Linked DNA regions of Oryctolagus cuniculus: all the other regions are linked to region 2. A link is a contact called in public Hi-C and Micro-C data. All regions are on one chromosome and are shown on one strand. The core of a region is the stretch at or near the end of the contact, and the rest is flanking DNA. Distances in the headings are between cores, read along the strand shown.

What was found. Hi-C and Micro-C count contacts between places; a contact is called where the count stands out from the background.
Region 1: a Hi-C map of an unstated tissue shows a contact between it and region 2, with 5 times the contacts expected there. The contact joins the enhancer-like site here to the promoter of SNRK in region 2. A contact is called at or near these places in 2 of 6 Hi-C or Micro-C datasets (liver and an unstated tissue).
Region 3: a contact with region 2 is called in a Micro-C map of ear pinna, with 2.1 times the contacts expected there. The contact joins the enhancer-like site here to the promoter of SNRK in region 2. A contact is called at or near these places in 2 of 6 Hi-C or Micro-C datasets (ear pinna and liver).

The regions. Positions count from the first base shown.
Region 1 is chr10:104,949,177-104,953,288 of mOryCun1.1, reverse strand. No RefSeq gene overlaps it. Among named protein-coding and RNA genes, the nearest start is that of POMGNT2, 46 kb to the left of the region's middle. Within about 2 kb of position 1,593, at least 2 of the 8 cell types and tissues checked have an H3K27ac peak or open chromatin away from gene starts, as enhancers often do.
Region 2 is chr10:104,828,546-104,832,601 of mOryCun1.1, reverse strand. It overlaps SNRK (SNF related kinase), which reads left to right and starts at 2,387. Exons shown (of 6, transcript XM_008260225.4): 1 at 2,387-2,538.
Region 3 is chr10:104,930,141-104,934,505 of mOryCun1.1, reverse strand. No RefSeq gene overlaps it. Among named protein-coding and RNA genes, the nearest start is that of POMGNT2, 65 kb to the left of the region's middle. Within about 2 kb of position 1,470, at least 3 of the 8 cell types and tissues checked have an H3K27ac peak or open chromatin away from gene starts, as enhancers often do. A contact at or near this core is called in ear pinna, where this site is marked.

The sequences.
Region 1 (4,112 bases), core at 344-2,843, 120 kb before region 2:
TGCAGTGCACCAAAATAAACTTCTCTTTAAATTGCATTTTCCACAGACTTGAAGTGCTGTTGTGTCTTAGTTGGTATTGTGATCTTTAGGGAAATGCTATACCGAGACAGCTTATCAACCTTAGCTGATGTCTGAACTCTGAGCTGAGGGGAATCCTTGTAGACTGATCGCTCATCATTGGGACTCATTTTGGAAACCCCTGTTGCAGAGCTCTGACCCTGTGAAGAACTAAGGATATGTTCGAGTCCCATTAGGTCAAGTTCTATTGTGATTGGCATTGTTGATGGAAGCCTTGCTAAGCTGCAACATTTGAGACACATCAGCTCTCCGAGCCAGAGCACTGCTGAGATCTCACTGGCAGATGAAGATGTCCACCCTAAAAGATTTGCAAAGTTGAAAGACTTTCAGGGCCATTTGTTTCCTAGGATCACTGAACTTTTGGTTTGGCAGCCACTGTAGGCCTTGGATAAACAGAAAGAATATCTTAAATTCCAATCATGTAACATATGTGTGCAAATCAAATAGTCCAAAGAGACTAGAAGGGATGAAGGAGAGTCAGTATAGCAGACAGGTCAGAGGCTGAGCACATGTACCTGGGCCTGCATAGCAAAGGCTCGACCTCCAACTGCCGAGACCACGCGTTTGCTGAGGCCTTCCTCTGGCCATTGAAGCTAGCAGTGCAGAGGAGTTGGTGCAGAGCAACCTGAAACCAGTGACTGATGGGAGCTGGTGCATAAACATCCAGCTCCCCTGTGCTGTAGAAGAGCTGATCTGAGATGCCTCGTCTCAGAATTCCTCAAAGGGTATATTTCCAGCTGCCTCCTGCGGCGTCCGCTTTGATGCATCGTTGATTGCTTGTCTTCCCTTCTCTGCCTCACTTTCTCTGTGGCGAAGGTTTGCCCTATGGGAGTTTCTTTCCTGGCAAGACTGCAGGTATGAAAGCTCACTTTTCTGGCTATCCTTGATTCTCCAAACCAAGATCTGACCACTCTAGGGGGTTCAGAACAGTTCCATCGTCTTCCCGACAGAGGGCAGCATTTCGTTTTCTATCACAGCGAGATGTGTTCCTGGGCTTGCAAATGACTCCAGCTCAAAATAAAGAAAAACAAATTGAAATGAGGATTTTAATCACTGTGAAAGGAATGAAAGGCTGTGTCAGCAGTTCCGTGGTAAGTGCCGTCATTCAGGGATTTATCATCTCAGCTGTAAAAATACGCCTTACGCTAGGACTTGGCGTGAGCAAGCCTTCAGTCGCTTAAAATCTATATATTATTGAAGATTCTACTTTCAATCAAGTGGGAAACGTGACTCTGTAAATGCGGCACAGAACACTCCTCTGGCCACTGCAGCTGCCAAGTTCTTCCTGCCACGTTCACTGCCAACCAGCTCAACATGGAGAAGGGACAAAGACATGACAGCTGGATCTTTCCAGAGGCCGCTCTGTGCTCTGGGAATAGCTACACTGAGGAAGTAGGCCCAACTTTATTTTCCAGTGGCAAAGTGGTAGCCCTTATGGAGTCTTGTGGGTTTGTAGGTAACACTTCTCTGAACACCAGTTCACTTGCTCCCTCTCCCACTTCCCAGTCCCCAAGGCCACCACGTGGTGGTGGTGGGGTGTGGGGATGCGTCAGCACACACAACCACACAGTCCACTTGGTGCTTGGTTCATGATGCTGAGACCACTCCAGACACCTTGGGAGGAAACAACTCAAGGAGCGCTGATGAGAAGCCTGGGTTGTATCCTGACTTTACCTTGCAACCTGAGCTCCTGTGGTTTGTGGGGGATCAAGGCAGTTAGACCACATTGTCTGCTAAAAGAGAAAGCAAAACTAGGCCCTTTCTGAGCCTTTTTATCATATCCTGTCAAAGCCAGTCCTGCTTGGTTTTAAGTAAGACCAAATTTGTGGAAGCTCTACTATGTCCTTTAGTTGAAATAGGGTAGTTGGGGTGAAGGAGGGTTCTTCATGAGAAAAGACAAGAAGCAAGAGCAGAACATCGGCGTTTTATGAGCTGGAGTGAATTGTTAGACTGGGTTTGGAGCATCTGAAAAATCCTGCCCCCAGAGCAAAGTGAAGAGGCTGGTCAGACCTGTAGAAGGAACATTTAGGGAATTGCATGTCCATAGCTGGGAAACTTTGGTGTGTTCTTGACAATCTACGGAGCCAAATGGGTATCCTGCGAGCCTGCTCAGGAGAAAGATGGAGCCCCACCTCTCACCTCTTGCTCACACTGAGCTGAGGCCGAGCAGTGACCTGCTTGACTATTCAAGGCTCACTTCCGCATACACAGGCCCTTTGGCAAGGGCGGAAAATACGTTGGTTTAAGGAATTTAATGCCCTCTGACCAATCAGGACCTGACACCTACACAAACTGAGCAGACACTTCAGTGTCCCTGTTCTACAGGAAGTGATCCTGCAAAAGCACTAAGTAAGCAGAGTGACAACAAGCAAGAACAGCAACGACCCTGGGGACGGGCTGTTCTTATTCTCACATCTTCTACACTATTATCTAAGATGTCCAATTTTCAACAAAAAGTTATGAGACATGGAATAAACAGGAAAGTATGACCAACATATGGGGAGAGGGGAGAAGCAATCAATAGAAACTATCCATAAATAAGGCCATACATTGAATTATTAGACTTTAAAATATGTTCAAGTCATTAAAGAAAGCCAGGTCTAAGGAATTGAAGGAAAATACTGCAAATTCCCATTGAATAGGTAGTTTCAATAAAAAGACAGAATTTTTTTTTAAAAAAGAGTCAAATTGAAATTTTTTAGTTGAAAAGTGTAAGAACTGAAATGAGAAATTCACTAGAGGAGTTCTGTAGCAGATTTGAGAAGAAAGAATGAGCAAACCAGAGCATCAGTCAGTTGAGATTATCCATTCTGATGAAGTGAGAGAAAAATGAAGTGACAGTATCAGAAATCCAGAGGATTCCCCCAGGTGTATCAATATTTGCATAACAGACTCAGAGGAGAGGAAAGACAGAATGGTACAGAAAAACTATTGGAAGAAACAGAGACTGAAAATTCTCAAATTTGATTGAAAAATTTAATCCATACATCCAGGAACCCCAATAAAGTCCAAGTGTGATAAATTCAAATTCATATGTACCGATATGTGTCCTAGTCAAAATATTGAAGGTCAAAGACCCAGAAAACATCTTGGAAACAACAAAAGAAAAATTACTGTCCACAAACAAGAGCTTTTTAATAAGACAAGCGATGGAAATTCTTATCAGAAGTGGCAGACAGAAGGCATTTGGATGACATATTTAAAGTGCTGAAAGAAAAAGGCTGTGAATTCAGCAACACTATCCTTCAAAAATAGAAGTAAAATTAAGATATTCTAGATTAACAAAAGCTGAGAGAATTCATCAATAACATATATGCTTATTATTATTATTTTTTTTTTTTACAGGCAGAGTGGACGGAGAGAGAGAGAGAGACAGAGAGAAAGGTCTTCCTTTTCCGTTGGTTCACCCTCCAATGGCCGCTGTGCCCGGTGCACGGCACTGACCTGAAGCCAGGAGCCAGGTGCTTCACCTGGTCTCCCATGCGGGTGCAGGGCCCAAGGCACTTGGGCCATCCTCCACTGCACTCCCAGGCCACAGCAGAGAGCTGGCCTGGAAGAGGGGCAACCGGGACAGAATCCGGTGCCCCGACTGGGACTAGAACCCGGTGTGCCGGCGCCACAGGCGGAGGATTAGCCTAGTGAGCCGTGGCACTGGCTATGCTTATTTTTTTTAAAAAATTAATTTATTTGAAAGGCCAAGTTACAATGGGTGGGGAGGGGGGAGACAGAGAGAGAAAGAGAGAGAGAGAGAGATCTTCCATCTGTTGGTTCACTTCCCCAAATTATCAGAGCTGGACTGGTCCAAAGCCAGGAGCCAGGAGCTTCTTCAGGTTCTCCCACATGGGTACAGTGGCCCAAGGACTTGGACTGTCTTCCACTGCTTTCCCAGGGGCATTAGCAGGGAGCCGGATCTGGGATGCAGTGGCTTTACCTGTTATACCGCAGCACCAGCTCCCACATCTGCTTTATAAGCACCATCAAAGGAAGTTCCTCAGGTTTTTATAGATAGTAGATGCTGATAATCACATCAAGAA
Region 2 (4,056 bases), core at 1,138-3,637:
AGGTCGGGGTCTCTAGATGATAATGGCAATCCTTCCCAGAATCTATGTGGTAGTCACATCTTGACTATCACATCATTCATAGCACCTGCCCTGGCTTCCTTCCAATAAACAACTTCTTTCTTCAATTGGTGACACGATGTTATTTCTGAGAGCTGAGTCCCAGAGACCGTAAGGCAAGCCTGTATGTTACATCTTGTCATTTTGTACAGTGCTGTATATCTAATTAAAGCTTCTTACAGGTCCATAAAAAGACTTAATGTGGAAAAAAAAAAAAAAAAGCAGAGTGTGTCGGAAAAAGTGCCGGGGCAGACTGGAGAAGGGGTCCTTCATTAAAATAAACACATTTGCTTAAATTCAAAGTTAAGTCACAGTTCATTAAATTATACTTGATGATTTTTAAATATTGCCCAAGCATAATCAGATCACCTTATGTATTTATGGTGCACAATCGAAAATGGGTCACATTCTTCCCAGCCATACTCCTGCGTCCCAAGAAATAATTGCAGATGAGTAAATGATTTACCACATGGCTAGGACTGCATCCCCCTTTTCGGAAGAGAATTAGAGTTGAGCTTATTTTTAAATCAGTTTCTTATTTTCCCCCTCCCCTTTCACTTACTATTTTGCTTTTTCTGATGTCTCCGTTTCCCTTTGAGAGTTTATTCAAAACTTGAGTTGCATGGCAGCAATACAAATACTGTTTTTCAAAGGCTTGTAGATTATGGTTACTGCTCTGTGGTTCCTGTTATGTCTGGGGGCTACAGACCAGGTGGTGGTGTCTTCAACCCCTGGGATTCCCTGGGGAACCATTAGAGTGGGATTTTCCCCCTTTGGTTGGCTGCTCCTATCCTGAATAGGGATACCTCCCTCAAGCAAAAATGCATCGTCTTCCTGCTTTCCAACAACTCAGAAATGAGTCCCACAAACCCAAGGTAGGCACTGTTTTCCTGGGGGACTTTTATGGATGGTAGAATTTCCTATGGTCTTTCTGAGTCACAGTGGTGCCAGAGGTGGGACTTGGAGGAGGCTGTCCCTGGTGCCTCTCCCATCACCCCACAGTGCTATGGCATTAGGATAACTGGGAGTCCGCCTTGCAAAGAAAACCTCGTGTCCATTCTAAGAGTCACATGGATACGCGTTGGCTCCCCAATCATTGTGAGATGGATAAGATACCCTAAGAGTCTGCAGGATAGGGCTGGTGCTGTGGCACAGCAGTTTAAAACCCTGACCTGCAGCGCCAGCCTCTCACATGGACGCGGGTTTGAGTCCCAGCTGCTCCACTTCTGATCCAGCTCTCCGATAATACACCTGGAAAAGCGACTGAGGATGGCCCAAGTGCTTGGGCTCTTGCACTGATGTGGGAGACCTTGAAGAAGCTCCTAGCTTCAGATCTCCCGTTGCGGCTATTTGGAGAGTGAACCAGTGGATGGGAGACCTCTACGTCTCTGTGTAATTCTTTGAAACACATAAAATAAATCTCAAAAAAAAAAAAAAAAAAAAAAAAAAAAAAAAGGAGTCTGAAGGAAGAGGTTTTCTGCGTTTGCAGGTCAACAGAGGGAGCCATCTGGGGTTCTGCTCTCCATGCCCTCAGTTCAAGCAAATTCACTCCTTCTTTGCTCTGTCCTTTCTTGGGGCAAGGTGGGCAGGAGGGGGGAACAGAAAGGGAAAAAGGGGGTTGGAGACAGCTTCCCGGTATCTGGTTTATTGGCCTGCTGCAGATCCAGGAGAGCTGGTCTGGCTGCACATCAAGCCTCCAAGGTGACAGCCAGGAGTTCTCCCCTAACCCTTCCCAACCCTCACTAACCCACCCCCACTCGCATCCTGGAGCATCCGGGGTCCGGCTAACACCTGGTGCGCTTTGAATCTCTGACTTCAGGGGCTTTGACGCTTCCCACGCTGTTTCCAGCGCTGGCTGGCCAGTGTCTCCCGCTTCTCTTTAATTAGCAACAGCAAATTGGGCCCAGAAAAAGACACTAGAGAGAGAGAAGTATTGTGTGTATGTGGCCTCACACGCGGATGTACCTGCTTCCCTTGCTTAAACCTGGCGGGGGACAGTGACGGTGGTGAGCTTTAAAAGGTCCAGCACCTGCGATTCCTCACCGCACCCCCTCCCGCCCCGCCCCGTCCCTAAGGCCGCCGGATCTGCAGAGACAACTATCGCTGCCCTTCCCGGCCATTGTCCCGCGGCCCCGGGGCTTCCTCCTCCACCGTCCCCCATCCTCCTCGGGCGCCTCGCCCGCTTCCTTCCGCCAGCCACAACGCACACTCGGTGGGGTCAGGACGCCGCCAGGACGCCCTCCAGCCGCCCGCAGGTGCGCCCCGCCCCGCCCCTCGCGGCCCCGCCCCCCAAAGCCCCGCCCCGGCGTCGCGTCACGGTTGACGCGCGGCCCCGCGCAGGCGCAGCTCAGGCCCACCCTCCTACCCGAGGCCGGCCGCCCGCTCGGTATTATGATTAACGCTGGGTGCGGGGTTTCGGCGGCCGGGAGGGAGTTGTCGGCGCCGCGGCCGCTGCGGACGGACGCCCGCCTGCCTGCTGAGGTAGGGGCGAGCGCAGAGCGCGGCAGGGCGCGCGGCCGTGGGTGGGGGTGCGGGCCGGCCTCCGGCGCCTCTGGAGCCTCCGCCGTTGCCCGGGCCGGGGCGCCCGCCGCGGGCGGAAAGTAAGTTGCGCGCTCCGCAGCGCGCGGCCGGCGAGGACGCGGGGCCCGAGTGCGGCGCCGCGGCCTGGCGGGCGATGGCACCCGGGCGGTGGCACCCAGGCGGGAGCCGTCACTGCGGCGGCGGCGGGGCGCGGGCGCCCGGAGGCCCTGCCCTTGCGGCCGCGGCGGGATTGCGGCACCTCGGGAGGCGCCCGCATCCCCGCGCCCCGCCCCGGAGCGGGCCGAGTGCGGCGCCCGCGGGGCCCCGCGCCCGGGCCGGGCTCCCGGGGGCTCAGGTCTCGGGAGTGGGACGTCTGTGCTGGGCTGCGTTTGTTTGCGCTTTGCGGGCGAATCCAGGGGAAATGTGACCGCAGCAGGGGGTTGTACAATGGAGCGGGGGCTGCTGTTGTCCGCGGAGAAGGGGCAGCGGGAGGAGCGGTGCCATCTCGAGGGAGAGCTGGGAAGCCTGCCTTCTTTGCCGTGGCCATCGCCTGTTGAGTTCTCTCTGCACCGGTCGGCAGAGCCCTGCCTGCCTTTTGCTTGGACTTGGGGTCCGGGGAAGTGGCATCCGTTTTATCCTGGGCTGTCCCTCCCAGGAGAGTCAGGTACGGTCCAGAGGCTTCCTGGGCAGTGGGGACCAGGTCCAGGCTTTACGGGGTGGGGGGGAATCTGGCGGTGGACTTCCCGAATCGGTAGACGGGTGGAGGATTTGGGGACCTTGGAGCCTGTCAGGGTGCTTTGCCCTCTCCCCTTTAATGAGCGCGTTCTCCAAGTCTTAGGAGCCGACCTGCTTGTGTTGGAAATTTCATCAGGGTTAAGGTGAAGCCGGCCTGCCAGTGGCCTTGGACCTGCAAGCGTCGGGCACCCTGTTGAATCTCCTCCACATTCCTCTGGGGCTGAAAAGCCGCGTTTGGGATCCACACAGCGGTTGGGTCGCCTTGTCCCACATCAGGCTCTGACTTATCAGAATGTGTATCAGTGTACTTTCCAGCCTGGCTTGTCAAGGCTTATGTAATCAACTTGTTAATTTATAATCTTGTTACATTGCTTTCCAGATTTATAAAATCATTCCCTTAAGGAAATCTGTCTTCAACGTCTGCTTAAATATTTCTCTTGGAATTGGATTCCTGAACTGGAATGTACTGTACAAGTGGTGATTAAAGCACACTAATTAGACACGTTTCTTTCTTTTTTTTTTTTTAAAGAGCACCAAATAACATTTTGATCCGACTTTCTGTGTAATTGTCCCCGTGAGGAAAACAGGTGACATTCCCATGTTACAGAGAAATTCCATGACATTCCCAAGGTCACTTATTGAGGGGTGTAGAAATCAAGTGCGTGCAGCTAACTTTTCTTGATACTCGCATCTTCATGACTTTCCAGGCAGGAAACTTTGAATGCTACCTTTCAGTTTTTAAAA
Region 3 (4,365 bases), core at 221-2,720, 100 kb before region 2:
CAGGAAAGTTAAAGGAGAAAAGACATGAGGGGGAGGAGGGAAGCTGGAGATTTGTCCCGTGGATGGACCGACCGTGGGAGCAGGTGAGAGGCAGCTATGATCTGTGGGAAATTCAGTCTAAACTCACTGCCTGATTGCTAAGCAACAGCTCGGGCCTGTTTACCCGGCACCCTTCCTGTTCCTGTTGCTGGTGCTTCCGGAGCTGGGCTGTCTTCCTGGGGAGAAGGCAGTCTTTCTTCTGGCAAAGGCACTGCCTAGCTCCAGCAGCTCTCTGGAACATAAGCAGCCACGGAGAGGCATACACATTTGACACAGGATTCCCCAAGTGTGTTCTTTGTGGTCTCTGGCAACTGGAAGGCAAGCCCACTTGGAATCCCTGAGAAGGTAGAGACAATGAAGCATGCTGGCTTCATGGGAGATGTGTCCGAGGAGGGCGATGGATGAATTCGCGGAGCCCCCAGTTGCATTTCTCTACATGGTGGCCAGGAAGGGCCTCTGACGTCATCTTTGCAATATGGAAACCAGGCAGGATCAAGGAACCAAAGGGTCACTGGCCTGGGCCTTGGGGCTCGTTTTGGGTTTAAAAGAAGGGGAGAGGATTAGCCACGAGTCTTGCCATGAATGTAGGCCTTGGTTTTTCTCACTGGCAGTATAAGTCAGTGGATGTAGAACCACTGAGTTTCCCACAACGGGGGAGGGCTAGCACTGGGATTTCAGAGGAGGTCTATTTCACTCCTAACTTTTCCACCATGTTCTGAGACGCCTTGAGGGAGAAATGAGCCCCTGGGTGTTCTGGAGGGCTGGCTGCATTCCCCAGAAACGGGGAGACCCTCCCTCAGTTTTAGCTATGAGAAACTGAAAACCCTTTCGGTAGCGTCTGTTCCCAGCCCCCAGAACAAACGTCCCTACAACCAGGAGCAAGGCCGTCAGCTCCTTTCAAGGGCTCTGCGTGTTCTGTTTTCTTTGGAGAAGCTTCATGGAAAATATTAACCAGCTATTCAGAGCTGAGATCCAAAGAGGCGCAGGAATTCCAAGAATTGTTGAGAGTGAAAATGGCTCACAAGGGCCCAGGTTCCAGGCACAGATTCGGGGACAGAGTGAACACCACGTCTGTCCTTCAGCCCACAAATAGCTCTGCTGCTCACAGGTCATCTCAGGAAAGCCTGGACAAAGGAAGCAGAGGATCTCTCTCTCTCTCTCTCTCTCTCTCTCTCACTCCCTCTCTCTCTCTCCCTCTCTCCCACCCTCCTCACACAAATTTACTAAGGTGTAATGGATAAATAAGAACTGTGTCTGTTTACAATGTACAAGATGTCTTGGTAAATGCATACATTGTGAAAGAATTAAGTTATCTGTTGCCTCATATACTGTGTGTGTGTGTGTGTGTGTGTGTGTGTATAGAACATTTGGGATCTGATCTCTTTGCAGCTTCCAGGTATCTAGTTTATCATTATTAACTGTACTCTCCATGCTGTATGCCAGGCCTCTGGATTTATTCCTGCTATCTAACTGGCACTTTGGGCTCCTAAGCAGTATTTTTCTTTTTTCTTTTTTTCTTTTTATTTTTTTGACAGGCAGAGTGGACAGTGAGAGAGAGAGAGACAGAGAGGAAGGTCTTCCTTTTCCGTTGGTTCACCCCACAATGACCGCTGCAGCCGGCACGCTGCGGCAGGCACACGGTGCTGATCTGAAGCCAGGGGCCAGGTGCCTCTCCTGGTCTCCCATGCAGGTGCAGGGCCCAAGCATGTGGGCCATCCTCCACTGCACTCCCGGGCCACAGCAGAGAGCTGGACTGGAAGAGGAGCAACCGGGACAGAATCTGGAGCCCTGACCGGAACTAGAACCTGGTGTGCCAGTGCCGCAAGGCAGAGGATTAGCCGCAGCGCCGGCCCTAAGCAGTATTTTTCCCCACTTTCACTCTGCCTCCCAGCCTCTGGAAATGATCATTCTACTCTCTGCTGCTCTGAGTGCAGTGTTTTCAGATCCCACATGTCAGCGAGCTCATACAGTGTTAGTGTTTATGTGCCTGGTTTATTTCATTAGCTCAGTGCCCTGCAGGTTCATTCCTGTTGTCATCAATGGGATGATTTCCTTCTTTCTTTCCAATGTTTTTTATTTTCTTCTTTTTTAAGGCTGAATAGTATTCCAGTGTGTGTGTGTGTGTGTGTGTGTGTGTGTGTGTTTCACATTTTCTGAATCCATTCCTCTGTTAATGGGCATTTACTTGGATTCTGTGTCTTGACTTTTATGAGTAATGCTGCCATAAACATGTGAGTGCAAATATCTCTTCGACATGCTGATTTTATTTCCTTTGGATATGTTTAGTAGGATTGCTGGCTCATTTGGTAGTTTGGCTCTTAATTTTAAAAATGTTTTCATTCCCACCATTAATATATAAGGATTCTCTTTTCTCATTTTTCTACACCCTCACCAAAATTTATTATCTTTTATCCTTTTGACGATAGCTATTCTAACAATTGTGATAACTCATTGTGATTTGAATTTGCATTTCCCTCCTAATTATTGATGTTGAGCATTTTTGCACATACCTATTAGCCACTTGAAGCTATTCTTTTGAGAAATGTGTATTTGAGTCTTTACCTACCCATTTTTAAATTGAGTTATGTATTTTGTTTCTCTTGAGTTGTATGAATTCCTTATGCTCTTCAGAAGTTAACCCCTAATCAGGTGTACAGTTTACAAACATCTCGCAATCCATAGGTTGCCTCTTTATTCTGTTGGTTGTTTCCATCCCTGGGAAGAAGCTCTTTGGTCTGACATAATCCCACTTTTCTATCTTGGCTTTTCTTGCCTGTGCTTTTAGGGTCATATCCAAAAAATCATCCCCACGATACACATCAAGATGTTTTTTCCCTGTCTTCTAACAGTTTATGGCTTCTCTACTTTGGGACGGCAGGGTTGTGCTAAACATTCAGTAGCAACCTTAGTGGGAATTGTGAGTACTGATTTTTTTTCCTGGGCTCATAGTGTGTGCTGTGTTCTCTCTTGTGCTGGGCAGCTCCCAGTCAGCCACTCAGTCAGTGGAGGGCAGGTGCAAAGAGCCACCAGTGCTCTGCCGGGTGTTGCGTTGGTAAGCTGGGGTGTCAGGTAGGGGATGTGGGTTAAATGCATTTTTGACTTATGACATTTTCCACTTACGATAGGTTTCCCAAGATTTAACCCCATGGGAAGTCAAGGAGAATCTATAGGTCACGACTCCATCTCATCTTACCACCTGTCACATCCTCCTGGTCCCAGGAGCCATGATCTCACACCTGGATTATGCTGACAGCCTCAGAATAAGTCTGCTGCTCCCACCGTTTCCTGTCGGTAGTTCATTCTCAACCCTGAGTCCGTGTGTGACTCCTCTGCTCAGATCCTCCAATGGTTTCCCCTCTCAGTTGGCCGAGTGCTCCCCCTTTCTGTCTCTCCCCTGACTCCCTCCCTCCCTCTGACAGGCTCTCTTTAAGCCAGACTGATCTCCATGCTGTTCCCAGGACACCCCAGGGGTTTTGCACATGCTGGGAAGCTCTGCCTGCCACTTCCAGGTGCCTCAGTCCATCCTCTCCTTCAGGCCATGGCTTTCAGGCTTTCCCAGCCTAGCCCTTGTTGATCTGCCCAACACTCGGTGCCATCCCTCTGCTGCGATGTTTCCACTGCACCTGTCCCCAGCTGCCACCCTGCTTTTCTTATTCTTTGGTTTCTTGCCTGTCCCCCCCATCCCCACCCCAGTAGACTGTCAGCTAGGCAAGGGCAAGGATTTTTGTTCATCCTCGGTGCTCCACCCTCAGTGCCTGGAAGAGTGCCTAACCCATAAAAAAGCATTCAGTAAATACCTGTTGCATGAGTGAATGGATCTGACAAGTGGGTGGCGGAGATGGTTTCAATTTCGTTTAGGAAAATTAAATGGTGTGACCTACTGGGCACAGAGATGCCAAGGGGGAAGGAAGTTCAGACACAGGAAAAAACTCAGACAATGAAGCCACCTTGCTTGATGTCCTGGCTAGCATGGCCCCCTGAGTAGGCATTTCACTGAGCTTTGTGGCTGACAGTATTTTCACATGCTTCTTCTTACTCAATCCTTGAAGTAGCTTTGTGTCTTGGCTGTTATTTTCCTTCTGGGGGAGGCTTTGGAGGGGTACACACTTTGTCCAAGATCTCGCAGCCAGCGGATGCCAGAACTTCTTTCTGCCTGCACTCCTACTGCAGCACCACCTGCCACTATGGTAAATGCTTTTTCAGAAATAGCCAGAGAGTAGCAAGGAGTTCGGTCAGCACCCTTCCCAAAAAGGAGCGGCTCTCGGGACGGGTCAGTCGCTGGGGTACTTGGGGGAAAAATGTGGTGGAGTGATGTAAGGTTTCATC